Linked DNA regions of Mus musculus: region 2 is linked to region 1. A link is a contact called in public HiChIP or PLAC-seq data. All regions are on one chromosome and are shown on one strand. The core of a region is the stretch at or near the end of the contact, and the rest is flanking DNA. Distances in the headings are between cores, read along the strand shown.

Region 1 (5,187 bases), core at 1,494-3,993:
CCGAGGGTATGAAAGCCAGAGAGCTGGCCCTGCTCCTTGCCAGATGCTGGCATTGGGTGAGCTGGCTGGGGCAGTGCTAGGGAGCTTGCGCTGGGGATGTGGACTGGGGAAGAGTTGGCAGTCTGGCCAACTCAGCTACCGCTCAGCCCAGATCCAGGCTTTGAGTTGGCTCACCCCAACATCCACCATGTATGAACTGCTAGAGCTTGTGAAGGGACCAGTCCTGCAGATTTAAAGCTGCAGGAGCTCCATGATACAGGGCAACAACAGGTTATCTGAGAGGAGTCCTGGGGAGAATCCCAGTATTGAGGGTGTAGCAGAAGCCAGAGGCCTCGAACCAGACCAGTGACTCGTTGTAATGAACATCTGCAAGTAAAGCTGTGTGGACAAAAGGGTAGACTGTGGGACACACTGCAGCTTCCACCATGAGATATATATTTTTTATCTTTGCTTTGTCTTGTTATTTCATGCGGAGGTCGCAAGGGCGGTGGGTAGATGGGAAGGGATGGGGAGATGAGTGGATTGGGGTGCATGAGTGTGGCACCCACAAAAAATCAATACAAAGCTCGGATAGAAGGGTGAACAGCTATCGTGTGCACAGAGCTGCTACGATCTAGTAGGAGAAGAGAAAAGCACTAATGACTGCGTCCCGGAAGTGTAAGTCACAGAAGAAATGGAACTGGGCTGTGACGGCACACGCCTTCAATCCCAGCAGATGAAACAGAGGAACCAGAAGCAGCTGAATCTCTGAGTTCAAGACCAGCCTGGTCTACAGAAGTGAGTTCCAGGACAGCCAGGGCTTCACAGAGAAATCCTGTCTCGAAAAACCAAACTCTAAAACATGCGAGCTCATGTGTGTGTGTGTGTGTGTGTGTGTGTGTGTGTGTCTGCATGAGTGTTTTACCTACAAGAATATGTGTGCACCACATGAATATCTGGTATCTGAAGGCATTTGATCCCCTGGGACTGGAGTGACAGAGGCCATGAGCTGCTGTGTAGGTGCTGGAAACAGAACCCGGGTTCTCTCTGCTAGAGGGCCAACTTCTCCTAACCCCTGAGTCACCTCTCCAGTCTCCTCCTTTCTGCATTTTTTAAATCTTAAATGTAATTAGGTTCTTTCTCCCTCCATTCTTCTCCCTCCTACCCTTCCACATCTGACCAATCTCGGCAAATCCACGGCCTCCTCTTCTTTAGCTAATGATGTTAAATATAAATGAGTAAACGCATAGCTATAATCCACTGGATCTATACAGTGTTGTCTGCATGTATATGTTCCTAGAGCTGATCGCTGGGTATTAGATAATTGATCCCAGGGTTCATTCCTGGGGAAAACTAATTCTCCCTCTCTCAAAGTTGTTAATTGCTTGTAGCATCTAGGGGTATGGCCCCGTGAGAGTTCCCCCATCTACCCATGGGCTGTCAACTGTTGGAATCCTTTAGACCATCTTTAGGCAGCCATGTTGCTGAGATCTCAGGGGCATAGCTTTTCTGACATAGCTAGAAGGCACAGTCTCACAGCAGACGTCCTGAGTCTACAGCTCTTACATCCTTTTCAACTCCTCTTCTGCGATATCCCCTGAGCCTTGGATGCAGAATCTGTGCTGGTGTAAATGTCAGTCATGCTGGCCATGTTTGCATAGGTCTGGGGCATTCTCAAAGAAAAATGACTCTCCCTTGCCCAACAGCAGTTAGCAATCAATAAATAGGTCCTCTGTGCCCAGTGCAGCCCCTTCTAGATCCAGGCTGGAATGTAACTGGTTTGACCTTGTGCTGCTGTGAGTTCACGTGAACAACAACCAGGCTTCTCAGCACCTCTCCCTCCCTCCAGGTCTTACATTCTTCCCACCCCTTCTTCCTTGCTTCCCAAGCTTGGTGGAGGTAGAGTGACTTTTTTTTTTTTTTTTAAAACAGGGTGTGAGAACAAACACCCATAGAACATTCTAGATGGAGGGCTTTGGGACTCTACAGTGTAGGCCCAGTTACTTCAGAGGCTGTTGGCAACAGCTTTCTCCCGTGCCTCCCAAGCTCTGTAGGCAAGACCAGACACATCCAAGAAACACTGTTTTCGCCCAAAGACTCCCCACACTTCCTCACTACCTTGCAGATCAGCCCCCCAGGGCGTTCCCCTGGGCCAGCCTTCACTCGGGCCCATCTCCTCTCACCACAGGCCTCTCCACAAACCCACTCAGATATGCACTAATGCCATTATCTTCCCGAAATTAAAATCAAGCCTCAACCTATAATGTTTCACGGAGAGGGAATTGGGGTTATATATTCCTGCGTTGAGCCGTATTCTATTTCAGTCATAGCATTTAATTATGATTGGTATGTTAGTGCCCACCGGAGCATAACAAATTGTCATTATGTTATTCTGCTGAGTCTAATTTAATTGGCAAGTTGTCACAAAAGCAATTATCCATCATTTATTTTGTTGCCACAACCACATCTCGAAGAGCACCTGCTGTCTGCAAGGAGAGATGTGCCACAGTCTCTCAGCCCTGGATCCAGGCCACTTATCTGACACAAAGACATCGCTTCCCCTCTGATTTAAAAATATGTTCTTCATTTCCTGCTGCGGTCTCATGCATCCTCTGGGGTGGGGGTGGGAGGAAGCCTCAAAGTGCCAAAGGAAATTCACGGGCTGTGAAGTCGCCTGAGGCCTCACAGGGAGGCAGGAGGCCTGTGGGATGCTGTCAGGGTGTGTGTGGAGGGCAGGGAAAGGGAGCTGTCCGGGGTCTGACTGGCTCTGTTTAGGCAGCCACTTGAGGGGTGATTTATAATATTGGCTCTTCTGTCTTCCTTTGACATACCCCGTACTCACTCCCTAGGGAACGGGGACTGTTTTGGGCATTTCCCAGAGGGAAAACTTGAACCCCTAGAACCAAAGGCCCCAAGTCACAAGGGACGTTTGAGGTTAGTACCAAGAACTGGTAAAGATTTCTGAATTCCAGAATTCTCCTGATCGGATGCTCACTAGCAGAGCCTGGTGGTTAACAGACATGCCCGAGTCCCAGACTGTTCAGGGACGGTCTTCTGTCCACAGAGCTCAGTTTCATACGCCCTATTTTATCATGTCAAGCTGAGGCAGAGTAGAAACCAAAGGAAGGAAGGGAGGAAAGGAGGAAGGGAGGGAGGGAGGGAGGGAGGGAGGAAAGAAGGAAGGAAGGAAGGAAGTAAGGAAGGAAGGAAGGAAGGAAGAAAAAAGGCCAAGGGCAGGTCATTAGATGTCATTCATGATAGAGCCTGGCACAGTGATGCCCAGTCTCCCCGAAGCCTTTGCTTGCAGACCTTTTAAGAGCCTGTTACCCCCACTCCCACAGACCCACCTGTCCACTGTTTTGAGCAGTGTCTCCCAACATCTGCACTGCGAGGCTCCTGAGAGACAGACAGGGGAGCCAAGTTGTCACGGGGATGTTTCGTTTTCCCTGAAACTGAGAAGCCCTCAGGGAGGGTAAAGCCTTGGGTTGGTTTGTTCTCTATAGATTAGAAGCAGGTGGAAAGAAATTAGCCATCTTATCCTCACTTCTGGAATGTTCTTATTAGCCCAGTCAACAAGGGACTCATTAAAAACAAAAGCCCCAAACAAACAAGAAACCCAAACTCCAACTAAAACAGAGAGAAACAAAAAAGAAAGCTAAAACTGCTAAGGAAAGGAAGGAAAAAAAATAAAGTCAGGTCTTTAAATAAACCAGCTCCTCCCCCTGGGTCAGACCAGCTCCTCCCCCTGGGTCAGACCAGCTCCTCCCTCTGGGTCAGACCAGCTCCTCCCCCTGGGTCAGACCAGCTCCTCCCCCTGGGTCAGACCAGCTCCTCCCCCTGGGTCAGACCAGCTCCTCCCCCTGGGTCAGACCAGCTCCTCCCCCTGGGTCAGACCAGCTCCTCCCCCTGGGTCAGTCACAGCAATTCCCAGGCTCACTATTTAGGAGCACTGGAAAGTTACAGCTTCCTCAACACAGGCAGACTGGACCGTCTCTTGCGATTCTTAAAAAAAAAAAAAAAAAAAAAAGCTCTCGATGCAGTCCCTGATAAAATTAACTAGGGGTGTGTCAGGTTGCTCCCTCTTGCATCAGTATTGTCCCTAAGGAACCTTCCTTGTGACCACGAAGTCCGTCCTGCCCCACCAGCATGGTGACCCGGACCTTTGCTCTTTGAGGGACGCCGGACGCCTCCCTCAAGTCTGAGGGGTTAGAACTTTAGAGTTTCTATGGAGCAGGGACAAGTTCAGGGCTCAGGGACGGGCTGTGCATGAGGCTCTCTGATCCACCCCCTAACCCGCATGGGCCCGAGCTCGTCAGAAAGTGAGACGCCAGCTTGCATGAATCACGAATGAGCTCACGGGCTCAGACTCTGAAAAGTAAGCTGGCTAAGTGGGTGAAGGACCATAAAAACACCTCGCATCATTCTTGACCCGGGAATCCCACTCGCATAAGCAAATTGCTTGGAACACAGAAGGAAGCCTTGTCCTCTGGCTTTATTTATATAGCGAGAGCAGAGGCTGTGAAGAACAAAGGCGCTTGGAGCACCAGGCTGTCAGTACAGGCTAATGCTAGACTTTCTTTTGTTTGTTAGCAGGGCTGTTGAGCCTACGTAATTTCCTAATTTCGTTAAGTAAGCATGGGTCGAGCACTTCCATAGCTAGAATCAGGTTTCATGTGGCTGTGAATACATCTGAGACAGAGACATAGAAGTCCCTCCAAAGTTACTGTCCAACTGCTCCTGTAAACAAGAACCTTGCCTTCAAGACTGGGGAGGTAGCTCAGAAGTAGAGCACTTGCCTACCACGTGTGCAGAACAACCTAGATTCCGAACACCAAGCACCACAAAAACAAATTACTTCCAACTTTGTGGCTTGAACAGCAGACATGTATTATCTTAATGGCTTTGTAGGTTAGAGGTGAGGAAGGGTTCTTTCTCACTGGGCTAAAATCAGGGTGTTGACAGGCCCACTATATGTTCTAAGGGACAATCAATTTCTTTGTCCTTTTAAGCTTCTAGCATCCCTTGACTTGTGGCCTCACTTTCTTTCCACTTCCAAATCCTGTAAGGGCAAGCCAGACTCTTCTCATATACACCACTTGGGTCTTCTTCCATAGTCACACTTCCCTCTGACTCTCCTGCCCACCTTTTCAGGACCCACGTGCTGGTAACTCTGGGCTCAGCAAATCCAATCTGCCCATTTTATTAAGG
Region 2 (5,187 bases), core at 1,850-4,349, 360 kb after region 1:
GAGAGAGAGAGAGAGAGAGAGAGAGAGAGAGAGAGAGAGAGAGAGAGAGAGATCTATACTATTATAGCTGAATGCAGGATACAGGACAGGTGCCACAGCCACACCTTCCTGGATAGCTGTCACGTCTCCACCAGGTCTCTTAAAATATTCAATGAGTGAATGAATGAACCGAATCATCCACAACAAATCACCCGGGGGTCACACAGTACAAGCGGGGCACACTGCTGACATGCTGGAACAGAAAAGACACTAGAAATCCAGCTTTGGTGTCTCACTGCACTTGTGACTCCAGCTGGGACTCCCTCTCTCCTCCACTCGACAAGATGGCCCACAGAGTCCCATCTGCCACCCAACCCTCCTGAGTCCAAGAGTGGGTTGCCTGAGTCAGAAAGAGGCGTCCAGATTCAGGAAGCTCAGGCTTTTAACTGGAAGCTGCCGATGGGCACGTAAGCCACATGGCCAATGGCTGGCCCCAAACTAGAGCACGCATCGTGCTTTCTGCATGGTTTCAAGTGGACACTGTCCTAATGGCCATGCCTTGCCAGCTGCTTCTTCCTGCTGCATGGGGACACTACTCACCTAAAACTGTGTGGTTTACTGGGTTTCTCTTCTCCAGCAACTAAAGATGAGGGGATGTCACATGTGAGAACATTCTAGAAAAGATCCTGCCAGCATCTGCATGCAGGGCTCTCTTGATAAGCTAGTTGGCTGCGACCTCTTCTTGCTCCTGCATTCATCTCCTGTCTCTCCCATCCCTATGCTCTTCCTGATACACCAAGCTCTCCTCGAGAGTCAAACTCTATCAATGCTCTGCAATAGTTAATCTTGACTGTGAATTAGACTGAGAAAGCTTTAAAAAAAAAATCAGTAAAGCACGCCACTGAGTGTGTCTTTGAGATCATTTCTAGTGCCAGCCACAGGTATTAAGCAGCAACTAAGGGGGAAAAAACTGCCTTGGATGCAGGCAGCACCATGCCAAAGGCCAGGGGCCCAATGAAAAGGCAGGAAAAGGAAAAAGGTAATCCAGGCACACGCGTTTATTCTCATGCTCATTCACTCTCTACAGTGTTTGTGGGTCGCCATGCTATAAGCTGGTCTTTCCACTTAACTCAACAGAAACCTCAAGCCAATAGGAAATTCCTGCCCCCTCAAGCTGCATTCAGTCATAACTATGAGCAGAGCTGACTAATATGGGCCCTCTTCGGATTTCAATCTCTTCCTATACTTACTAATGGTCAAATTCTACTAACCTAACTCCCCTAATGTATTCACTCGACAGACCCATTAAGTGCTGGGCACGGGTGCGTACATGCTAAGAGAATGTGGAATCCAATCCACTATAAAATGGAGATATAATAATTAGCTTAGCACACAAGCTCCCATGAGGCCCGAGTTAAATACCATATGCCAAAGAGTCTAGCAGGGCACGCTGAAGATGACAGCTAGACGGTCACTGTAACTGAGCCGAGAGTCACTTAGAAAATCCATCCTTTATACTTAAAAATAAATGTACAGCAGAAAAACACGCTATACAAATAGCTTCTTTTTTTTTAATTTATTTATTTTATTTATATGAGAACACTGTCGCTTTAGTCAGGCACACCAGAAGAGGGCATTGGATCCCTTGTCAGATGGTTGTGAGCCACCATGTGGTTGCTGGGAATTGAACTCAGGTCCTCTAGGAAGAGCAGTCAGTGCTCTTAACCACTGAGCCATCTCTCCAGCCCACAAATAGCTTCTTTTAAAGAGTCAATTCCTACCATCCCATGCTAAACCTCAGTAACTGCAAAAGCACTTTTTAGCATCTCCATGGAATAGCTGATAATCCTATGGTTTACCTTTGGGTTCCTCTCTTCCCCCTTGCTCTTTCCTTTCCTTTCCTTTCCTTTCCTTTCCTTTCCTTTCCTTTCCTTTCCTTTCCTTTCCTTTCCTTTCCTCTTCTTCCTGTAAACTCCAACCAAGTAATTAGGTATTAACCGAGTAATTAGGTATCAGTAAAGAAATGTTAAGATAACCTCAAACATATCCCACTGGAAGCCTCAAAGCACCTCTCCTGGGACTTTCCATGGAAGAAACCCTGTGGCCTCCTCACTGCTTAGTGAAAGGCGACACAGAGCTGAGGCCCTACCTAGATTCCAAACATTCTTGGAAACCCAGAGGAGAAGAAAAATCGACCACCCTGTCTTCATCCAAACTACTGGAGAGCTCAGCAACTGGTTACATGAAAAGATCTCTTCATAGCCCTTCCACCGTTGCCTGGCAGCTGTGAGCATGCCAAGACAGAGCCCGAAGCACAGAGACAGGCAGCCAGCTATAAATCTTACCCAGTCTCCCCCAAAAGCCTTTAAAACCATTCCCGTTTTGAAAGGATGAGAAAATCCAGGCCCCGGACAATGCAGCAAAACATCTGAGTTACTAAAACATCCTCTGTAGGATCCGGCCTAGATAAGCAAGGCGCTCTCTCTCTCTCTCTCTCTCTCTCTCTCTCTCTCTCTCTCTCTCTCTCTCTCTCTCTCTCTCTCTCTCTCCCTCTCTCTCTCTCTCTCTCTCTCTCTCTCTCTCTCTCTCTCTCTCTCTCTCTCTCTCTCTCTCTCTCTCTCTCTCTCTCTCCTTAGCAAACACTAAAAAAGAAACTAGTTTCATTAGAAACTTCCAGCATGAAAAGGCCAGAGGGGAAATGTGCTTTAGGAGAGGGAAGCACAGTCAGGGGACACTGGCCTGTACATGGTGACCTCTCCCATCAGTGCCTCTGCAGCGGGCGGGTGGACAATGGGGTGATCTGCTCCAGGAATCTTCACACCATTACCACCAAATGGACTGTAGACTGGCTCTGTGATTTGCATTCTGGTGAGGGACGAGGGAGACAGAGGACCTGCAATCATAGTCTGTCTCTGTCTCTGTCTCTGTCTCTGTCTCTGTCTCTCTCTCTCTCTCTCTCTCTCTCTCTTCCATTTCCATGGCTACTGAGGAGGGCAGGAAGCAGAGAGGGCTGGAATGTTGGTCTCAGGTTCCCCGAAGAATTAAACAGAAGTCTTCACATTCCACATAAGCACGGTGGGTGCAATGTCTGTGTGTAGGTTTGTATTACTCGTGTGTGCTCATGTGTAACAAAGCATGCTGGCGTATGCTTAGGGTAGGTCTAGTCTATCCTTGGGTCTGGGCTTCTAGTTCTTCAAAACTATCCAGTAGCCTGCTGCACTTTAACCTTCTTCTGACCTTGGAAAGGTGAACAGAAACGCACTGGTATGCATTCGTCTCGGCTCTATGCTCATCTGAGGAATCCTTCAAACCAGTGACTGAGCCACCTGTGTCACCTCCCTGAAGCCTTGGACATCAGCAGTCTCCACACACGGGGCCTCGAACACTGGCGACTACACAGCAAGATGATGAGGGGCTGCAGTTGGCTCCCACAGTGCACTGAGATGAAAAAGTCACTGAGAACTCAAGGCCCCAAATCTCCGGGGAGTTAATCTTAGACTTCCTTCAGTTGGGGGTTTCGTTGGAGAACTGCAGGGAACTTTTATGTTGAAGTGCTTCACAGTGTGGGGGACCCTAGGGACCTATTCAAGAGCCCTGTACCCCCCAGGATGACAAGGAATACAAGGTTTAGGGTGTCGCTCTGGGAACATGTGTGTGTGTGTGTATGTGTGTGTGTGTATGTGTGTGTGTGTGTGTGTGTGTGTGTGAGAGAGAGAGAGAGAGAGAGAGAGAGAGAGAGAGAGAGGCAGACAGACAGACAGAGAGAGAAAGAGAGAGCACGCGCTTGTGTGCACACAGGAACGCAGGATATGGTCAGGCTCTCAAAGCCCTGCTGTGAAGTTTTGCATCTAGACCCATAATTTAACTAAACACCAAAGCTCTCCACACACCCCTTGGTGCTACAAAAGCCCCAGCATGCATGCCAGTCCTGAAAATTGCTGTTTACACGTGGCCTGAGCCAGCTGCTAACTACAGCTGCACACACACCCCCCCCCCCTTCCTGCCTCTAGCTAGAGAGCTGGTGTGTGCTGGGCTGGGGTGGATTTTGGTTTTGATTTTGGTAAGTTTTTAAAACTCCTCTTTTAAAACAATGTGCTTCCATCTGAAATGATCACTCAGAGTGAGGGCCCACTTGTGGGTCTTATTCTGTAGTCCAGGCTTGAACTTGTAGCAATTCTCCTGCCTCAGAGCCTTCCCAACTGTGGGGACCACAGGCATCAGTCATCATGCATGATTACTGCAAAGGGAGATAATTCCAATAGGGTGTTATATGTGCGATGGGAGGTTAGGGGAAAGAACACTTTAAGAACACACGAAGGGGGAAGTTAGCTCTAATACTATTGGCCCAAAGATACTAGTGATCACCAAAGCTAAAAGTCCAAATATGTCTTAAACCAAGCACATGAGAAGGCAGGAAGTGGGTCCCTCAGCAGGTTCAGGCCGAGAATTCAAATCAACTCTCTTGCTATTATATGTTTGTTCTGGAAAAGAGTTCCAAGTCCCCTAGGTAGAAAATATGAACTATTTGCACCTCCAAAAGCCTAGGCTGCTCTCCCCCGTGTCCTCTCACCCTGGGGAACTCTATGATAGAGAAAGCTCAGGATGGTTTGAATGCTAGCTCGTTATGGGATCCAGTTCATCATCCCCATCACGTGTATAGAAAAATCAAGCCCCAGCAAAAAGAATCATCTTCAACTCAAAGGCAAGGTGTGCACTATGGAGGACTCCTTCAAAAGGGCACAGACAGACTCCCATCCATTAGCCCAAGTGATAAAGGAGAATGTAGTGCTTACTGAGTCCAAAGTCAAGGATGGAATACTCCACCGAGAGTCCATGGCAGAGTTCCCTCTGCATTTGAGAATTTGACTCAGGCTTTATACTAACAACACGTGAATGGAAGACATGGGACAATCCCAAGACCACCACTTAGGCCTCCAGGCCCATTCCCCAAGGTGTTCCTCCAAGGAACACCCATACCCCATTGCAATTTTGTTGGGGTATGGGTGGGTGGTAGGGGTTTAAGACAATGTCTCACTATGTAACCTTGGCTGGCCTGGAACTCACTTATGTAGATCTGGCTGACTCTAGAGATCTATCTGCCTCTGCCTCATGTGTGCTGGGATTAGAGGTACCCATCACTACCATTCCCAGCTCCCTGGAATTTTTCCACCTTTCATTATGTTCACCACACCAAAATATTACTTGTCA

Evidence for each region. HiChIP or PLAC-seq counts read pairs in DNA pulled down with a chosen protein or histone mark.
Region 2: an H3K27ac HiChIP or PLAC-seq map of large pre-B cells shows a contact between it and region 1, with 3 times the contacts expected there. The contact joins two enhancer-like sites. A contact is called at or near these places in 2 of 484 Hi-C or Micro-C datasets (the HPC-7 cell line and nephron progenitors), 6 of 115 datasets of contacts at active chromatin or transcription factors (bone marrow-derived macrophages, differentiating embryonic stem cells, embryonic basal ganglia and 3 more) and 1 of 9 other capture datasets (pancreatic islet).

Annotation. Positions count from the first base shown.
Region 1 is chr11:88,231,593-88,236,779 of GRCm38.p6, forward strand. The region is part of intron 1 of Gm38534 (a long non-coding RNA gene); the gene reads left to right. Among named protein-coding and RNA genes, the nearest start is that of Gm38534, 3.2 kb to the left of the region's middle. Within about 2 kb of position 2,744, at least 237 of the 459 cell types and tissues checked have an H3K27ac peak or open chromatin away from gene starts, as enhancers often do. A contact at or near this core is called in stem cell-derived neural progenitor cells, where this site is marked.
Region 2 is chr11:88,591,907-88,597,093 of GRCm38.p6, forward strand. All of the region lies in intron 5 of Msi2 (musashi RNA-binding protein 2), which reads right to left. Among named protein-coding and RNA genes, the nearest start is that of 0610039H22Rik, 25 kb to the right of the region's middle. Within about 2 kb of position 3,100, at least 107 of the 459 cell types and tissues checked have an H3K27ac peak or open chromatin away from gene starts, as enhancers often do. A contact at or near this core is called in stem cell-derived neural progenitor cells, where this site is marked.